2 separate regions of the Ostrinia nubilalis genome follow, and region 1 is linked to region 2. The links are chromatin contacts, called in public Hi-C maps. All regions are on one chromosome and are shown on one strand. The core of a region is the stretch at or near the end of the contact, and the rest is flanking DNA. Distances in the headings are between cores, read along the strand shown. Region 1 holds the start of LOC135075161 (glucocorticoid-induced transcript 1 protein-like). Region 2 holds the start of LOC135075172 (AP-2 complex subunit alpha).

Region 1 (3,956 bases), core at 596-3,095, 170 kb after region 2:
CAAAGGAGAATGAAATTAATTTAGTTTTTACTCAAAAATAATGAGAATGCTCCAAAGAGTATGAAAATAATTTGGAAATTATATTACAAATTACAGAAAACATATTATGTTCACTGATTTACTTCGCAAAATAAATTATATTCTTCAAAGAGAATAAAAATTACTTATAAATCATATTGCAAGCAATACTCACAGAAACCGGGGCTCATAGCATGTGAAGAGTAATCTCCAGAAGCAGTAGGTTTGTGTGGCCTCTGCAGACGACTCCGTAAGAAGCGGTCTAGTTTGTCATCTTCAGAGCCTCTAGAAGATCGACCTGAAGCTCCACCGCCTTCGTCAGTCTAGTAGGAACAAAAAACATCTTTGTAATGCATGTATACAGACTAAGAATGTATGCGGGTGTATAATTTTGTAATAAAATTTATTTTCGAGAGCCATTTCCTTGCACTGGATTGCAAAACAACATTATTCAAATTGTAATGCGGCAATTACAGTATGAAACAGATAAATGGTTTGTTTACATCAATGGCTATGTTTAGATTTAAATGGACATGAATACATTTTATGTATCTTTTACATATACTTTTGAATGGCACAATAAATACTTTAATTTATGTATACCTGAGTAGATTTGTCCACTTGTAGATGGCCAGCATGCAAGTAGTAGTCCCTAGACCATTGTCCTTTGTGGTACAAGGTGTCCAGGGAGGCTGTGCGTCTGATCACACTGGCACCAAATCTGCCTTTTCCTACAATTTAATACAAATCCTAGATTAATTTTAGGAATAGATACATATTATAGATATTGACTTCAACCAATGTTTCATTACACTATTTTCATTCATTATTTTACAACTCTCTAAAGTAATCCATTGTAATCAGTTAAAAATTGTAATAATTTCATTAGATATAATAAAAATAAATTATAATAATAATTTACATTACTTTTGACTTTGTAAGAGTTTACATTGCTGTTGACCTTGAAAATTAACATGAATGAATAAAATTGAGCTACAAAGAAATTTTTTAAGAGTATCAAATTCAAATTGGTTTCTAATTAGAAAAAAATATTCGAAATCACAGAATTAAAGTAAACAAAAAAGCGTACCTTTGTAATTGACGGCGCCGGGGCTCCTTTGGCCCGAGAGGGCGTGATCCGGAGATATCCGCCGCCACACGTTCGTAGGGGACAGCGTCGGACTGTTGCCGGCGTTCTTCTTCAGACCACCGCTCTGTTTCATCACCGACGAAACCGGTAAGGTGGCCCTCATCGGCCCTTGTTTCCCCACGGGACAGTCCGACTGTTTACGGACGCGACCCGACATTTTCAATTCTCCGGATCACCAAGATGTAACAAAGCGCCGATGCACCACCAACACTCACATTCGACACACTGCACAGTAAATAACCAAGGTTGCTTACCGACGCCGCACAGATTCTTTGTAGATTTTTAGGTACCGATAAACAATGATCAAAAAGTAAGTACGAAAGTTATTATTATGCGATACTGTAATAGACTACTCAGTAAATAATTCAGAAATAATATAAGAGTTACATTAAACGTCCGTATAATAATTATTACATAAAAACAGCATTACAAAGCGCACAAGTCACATTTTTTCTGCACAATGGATGAATGAAGCTGACAGATGACAAGAACATCGCGCCATTCCTCTTCTCATAAAATTTTAAACTTATTATCGGCAACTATCTAATGAATGAACAAACCAATTGATGTGAAATTAAAGAAAACATGAGGAAATCATTGAACTAATGACGATAATCGAAACAATGTACAATAATTCGTTGGCATTGCAATTAACAGCTGATTACTCCGCCATGTCAAGTTAGTCTATGGCAAATAGTAGACACCAATCAGTGTTATCAGTACAAAAAAAATTTTATCTATGGGTCTTATTACTTTTTAGGATGCTGGATTACTGAGCTTTAAATCGAATAAATGAGCTCAGAACAAAGAAAGTAAGATCATCACTATGGCCATCACACAGAGTACTGTGCCAACATGAAGAAATAATTTAAGGCGCCTTGAAACCTTCTGTTTGAAATAATATGTAAAAAATCTAATTGTTTCACGATCATTACCTTCGAAATTTTGTTTGTCGATAAAAACTGCGAGGCTGATGAATGCCTCTGGTGGTGGGGGAGTCGACACGAGATTCTAGTTTAACTAAGCTCATTGCATGTATGATCTCGCATCTCAACTTTCTGACAACTTCAGAATCGCAAATCATCCACATTACATGAGTGGGTCTAGACAAAGTGCCATTATAATCGCAAACCAGTCGAAAAGTGGTCGAAAAGCCCCTTTTTTGTATGGAATTTGACGGATTCGATTTTCGATTCGATCAAAAAGTGCGTTTTGTCTAGGGGGGCTGTACTATTTATTTAACAGGGTGATGGATTTATCGTATTCTTAACCGCGTACTCTCAAGTCTTCTGCTAATCTTTATCAAGTTGTTTCAAATAAAAAACGTGTTTTGATTTTGTCATATTTATTATTTATCAATAATTATTACAATCTATGTTTCTTGCAAGATAAATTATAAATGAAATATCACAAATTCACAATGCAAAATATTTAAACAAATTGCACCAAGCACTAATAATTTTTATTATCTCAGGAATGCAAACAAATAAAATATATCTCTCCACTCTTAATGGGTAGGTACTAGATGTGTGTATCAAGATACTAAAAGAATCCACAGGTATCTTAACACTTTTAGTATAAAATGAAGGTTGAAATTTATAAATATCAAATTATACATCACAAAAAGGAAGCAAATAAGTGATCACATTTCTTAGATTTATTTATATGTATAAAAGTGGAACTATTGTTTATAGGTGTGATATACTAAATCTAAAAGTTTTATTAGATACAAAATCCACACTAAGTTGTTGCCTTTGTCGTAAAAATGATTCGGCACCATAAACCCATTACATTCATCATGCATCAAAGAGTGCTCTACGCATAAAAGAGCCACCACGCTCTGTATGAAATCTACACTACACAATATATCTATATCCATACTAGCTTGCCTAGTACTTAGATATATTATAGTCTTGTACAGCTTGCTTATCCATTACTGGTTTCAGCTTGAGCAATTTTTTGCTTTTGTTCTGCGATCCATGCTTGAATTTTTTCTTTTAGTTCTGTGTTGGATTTCACTTGGTCCATGGACAGCGGAGAACGGTTGAAGGGATCCGACTGGTCGCTGAGAAGATGTCTGGAATAAAAGCACAGTTTACGATTTAAATAATTATTTACTTATATTGGTTATTGAAGTAATTTTTTTGTAATCTAAAATCAAAGAGAATAAAAGCAGTCCGAAGAAAGATATGGTGGTTATAATTATTTTCTATTTAAATAGAATATCGCTAACGATATAAAGCTAGCTTACGAGAGATAACAAAAATAAGGGATGATGGGGAGAGATAGCAGAACTACTGTGACGTGAATTATGTTGGTAAATGGTGAAAACAATATTTGCTGAACATAAACGTCTTGGTTTCGGCGTGTCTCACTTCGTCATTCGCGATGTGAAGTCACTGAGTGTGTCCATCGTTGACCCCGACCGATGGTGGTCCGATGTAGTACCGGCCCGATGGTGGTCCCCGAGCCAGGGAATACAAAGAGATCCCCCGTGTGAGACATCATGACGGATCCCCTTGTATCGCCAAGCTCGGGGAAGACGAAGATCTTCTGGCAAGTTGACCAGGATCTCGGTGAAGAGTAGACTTTGTTGCATATCATTCGAAGTCAGTTTGACTTATTTGAACGCTCCATTCTGTATGCAATTTTATATCAGATGCTCTTGTCTTTTTAACCAACTTTGACCTCTTCTTTAATATTTAACCGGCCAGTAAGACGAGCTCGTTCAAATAAACGTTATTCGCTGCATCAGGTAGTGTCGTGTCGTGTCCTGCATATAAGCATT
Region 2 (3,834 bases), core at 1,148-3,647:
ATGTACAAATACTTTGAACTGTATAAAATTGTAATGATGGTTTTGGACCAAATAAACATTTTTCTTTCTTTGTTTCTAGACATTTTTGTACAGATCAAGGTTAATACAGTCATCTTATGTACTTGTAATAGAGCCAATGTTACATCAAAAATTTTAAATCTGATGTGCATAAGAGGGCAAGAGGCATCCATACATAAGAGGGGTATTCAAAAAGTAATGAGAATGGTTTACTTTTTGAACAACCCTAGTACAACAATAGAATCATGTCAAACTACCAACCAATGTGAGTCTACTAACTACACACACTACTACACTGTAGTACTGTACTTTAAAACAAACCAGAAACCATTAACTTTATGATTTTGTTTGACTTTTTCTAAAATAGACAAGCCTACACTGCTAACACACCCTGTATTACAACACCAGTCTACTTATAGCTTCACTGAAAAAGAACAAATTGTAAAAATAATGATAAACAGCTAAGGTATGTGTTAGTTTTTACTGAACCAATTTTATTTTTAGATGATCACATAACTTGTCATAATGCCCACCCACCTTGTCAAAGTACCCATTAACATTCAGTTTCATTCTAACATCAAATCATGTTGAATAAGCAATAAAAATTATTGAAATGAATTAAGTACCTACTTGTTTTATTGAGAAATAATTGTTAAATGTATGGTAGAAAAATATTATGCATTAGGGTGGATACTCTAATCACTAGAGCATCCACCCTAATGCAGACACTAGTCTAGTGTCACACCAGAAAAAGTAATAGGTACACCATTTCAATGACAAAACCGAAATGTTAATTTTCTTTCAATTTTAATCATTTTTGTTTCTATTTGTTACCAGTTTCTTTCATATTTGAGTTTCCTAAATAAATAATACTTTCTATAATTTAATTCCTTTCAAAAGAATGGTGGTAATAAATGTATACAGGGTGTGCTCTTAATTTTAAATGCAATAACATGAATGAATACATTCTGGGTCTACTGCTTGTTTACCAAATTTACTATTTAAAGGCGAACAAATTATATTTAAAGTTTATATAAAAACAATGCTAAATTGTCATTCTAATAAGAATGTTTATGGCTTTCACGACAAATAAGAGAAAAAAAGACATTTTATAAGTTTCTAACTGGTTAGACAGTCTTGTGATTTTGAATAAAAAATATCCAAATTCTGCACAAAAACAATTTAATTGCTATTATTGCTTTAAACATAATTCTGATACATAAACAAGGCTACATTTGACTGAAATAAAAGACTGGAAAAACATACTTTGCTAAAATTGAAACAATGACAAGTTACCAAGGCAGACCATATTATCACAATACATCAACAACAAATTCAGGAATAATAATAATAAATGATCAAATTAAGCCCAAACATAAACTATAGGTTTGAAAAGCTTTTTACTTACCAATAACATCCGCATTATTGAAATGAGTGGAAAACCATGCGTCGTCTCCGAATTGACCTTTATGTGTTCTTCCATTAGCAATGTCTTTGGGAAAGCCACATACTACCGAAACTAAATACGGATATTTCTTATTTGAAACATTTAATTCAGTAGCACTCGAGAAACTCAGAAGTCCGTTTCTAATAACACGTGATACCACTCTGCCTGTCCAGAAAATAGACTGCATCATTCATTAGTTGTTTGGACTTTACCACCAGCCATTCACCAATGAACAACCGATACAAATAACACCATAGTCAGAAACATACTATAACTAAAACTGATCACTGCACCAACACCATTTACAAGAGACCACCACAGAATAATTGGTAAAGAAAGACGTATTTTACAATACAATTCCCATGATCTTTGGATCTTACGTCTTGTGACCGTGCGAGCAACCATAAACTAGAGAATAATGGCAACCAGAGACTATAGAGCTAGTAACGTCAATTGAGCTGTCAATAATAAAGGCATTGCTACACAATTACTTTATAATGCCACGGTTATGATTAGCTCTTTAGCTCATTTATCAAAGAACACAAGTGCTAATGGTAATCAAAATTCAAATAGCCTACGAAATGTAAAGAATCGTCGTTTATTTAACTACGGTTTAATTAGTAATTAATACCAATTGTTTAATTTTTGGTACTTAATCAATATTTTTCTTTCTTTCTAGTAGAGATCCGCTCGAAGTAACAACAACTTTAAAAATGCTTACAAATATATCTTCATCATCGTCCCTTCAGTTTCTGCTTTCAGCTAACATATTCACGAGCTAACTATTTTGGCATAATTTTGGTTTTGTGGTTTCGTCGACACTGACTTCTTCGAAATCGAAATTCGATTTTCGCAGATGTGGCCCAAGCATTATGATATTGATCCATAAACAATTTATTGGAGAAGTGCCTGTCTTTCTGACTGACGTTTCAGTTTTCACAAATCTATGGTAATGGAAGGCGTTGTAGAACAAAGCTCATCTTCGTTTTGTGGTACTTACAATTTAATGACGGCGGCTGATTGATTAGTTGGAAGTCGAAGTGCAATTACGGAAATTACACCCCCTACATTGGTGCCGGTCACTTGGTAGTGGATTTTTTCGTTGGAAGAGTAAAGAAAAGGCATAAAACTGGTGTTCGATAAGTCACTTGGCAATATGCCTGCCGTTAGGGGCGATGGAATGCGAGGACTCGCAGTCTTCATATCTGATATACGGAACTGTAAAAGTAAAGAAGCAGAAATTAAGAGGATCAACAAGGAATTGGCTAATATTCGAAGCAAGTTTAAAGGCGACAAAACACTTGATGGATATCAAAAGAAAAAGTATGTCTGCAAGCTCCTGTTTATCTTTCTCCTGGGCCATGACATCGACTTCGGGCATATGGAAGCTGTGAACTTGCTTTCCTCCAACAAATACTCAGAGAAACAGATTGGGTATCTATTCATATCTGTTCTTGTGAATACTAACAGTGACCTGATTAAGCTCATCATTCAAAGTATCAAGAATGATTTGCAGTCCCGTAATCCCATCCATGTCAACCTGGCCTTGCAGTGTATCGCAAACATCGGTAGTAAAGATATGGCTGAAGCTTTCGGCACTGAGATTCCCAAACTACTTGTGTCTGGGGACACTATGGATGTTGTCAAGCAATCTGCTGCACTTTGCCTCCTCAGATTGTTTCGTAAGTCTCCTGAAATAATACCTGGAGGTGAGTGGACATCAAGAATTATACATCTTTTGAATGATCCACACATGGGTGTGGTTACTGCTGCTACATCTCTGATAGATGCACTTGTCAAGAAAAATCCTGAAGAGTACAAAGGATGTGTCACACTTGCAGTGGCAAGGCTGAGCCGCATTGTTACAGCTAGCTACACAGACCTCCAGGATTATACATATTACTTTGTACCAGCACCATGGCTTTCTGTGAAGTTGTTAAGACTTCTCCAAAACTATACACCTCCCTCCGAGGAACCTGGTGTAAGAGGCCGCCTATCTGAATGTTTGGAGACCATATTCAACAAAGCTCAAGAACCTCCCAAGTCAAAGAAAGTTCAACATTCAAATGCTAAAAATGCTGTTCTATTTGAAGCAATAAGTCTTATTATTCACAATGACAGTGAACCTAACTTACTGGTGCGTGCTTGTAACCAGTTGGGTCAGTTCTTAAGCAACCGGGAAACCAACTTGAGATACTTGGCCCTTGAGTCAATGTGCCATCTTGCTACATCAGAATTTTCTCATGAAGCTGTCAAAAAGCATCAAGAAGTTGTTATACTGTCAATGAAAATGGAAAAAGATGTATCAGTGAGACAGCAAGCTGTAGACTTGTTGTATGCAATGTGTGACAAAACAAATGCAGAAGAAA

Evidence for each region. Hi-C and Micro-C count contacts between places; a contact is called where the count stands out from the background.
Region 1: a contact with region 2 is called in a Hi-C map of whole body, with 4 times the contacts expected there. The contact joins the promoter of LOC135075161 here to the promoter of LOC135075172 in region 2. A contact is called at or near these places in 3 of 5 Hi-C or Micro-C datasets (all in whole body).

The regions. Positions count from the first base shown.
Region 1 is chr10:9,852,126-9,856,081 of ilOstNubi1.1, forward strand. LOC135075161 (glucocorticoid-induced transcript 1 protein-like) reads right to left here and starts at 1,846. Exons shown (of 8, transcript XM_063969512.1): 1 at 1,729-1,846; 2 at 1,109-1,393; 3 at 622-749; 4 at 194-341. The coding sequence starts at 1,325. It overlaps LOC135075163 (ubiquitin conjugation factor E4 A), which reads right to left. Exons shown (of 16, transcript XM_063969514.1): 16 at 2,497-3,245. The coding sequence ends at 3,095.
Region 2 is chr10:9,683,691-9,687,524 of ilOstNubi1.1, forward strand. LOC135075172 (AP-2 complex subunit alpha) reads left to right here and starts at 2,398. Exons shown (of 1, transcript XM_063969530.1): 1 at 2,398-3,834. The coding sequence starts at 2,622. LOC135075157 (protein phosphatase PTC7 homolog) reads right to left here and starts at 1,879. Exons shown (of 5, transcript XM_063969507.1): 1 at 1,427-1,879. The coding sequence starts at 1,655.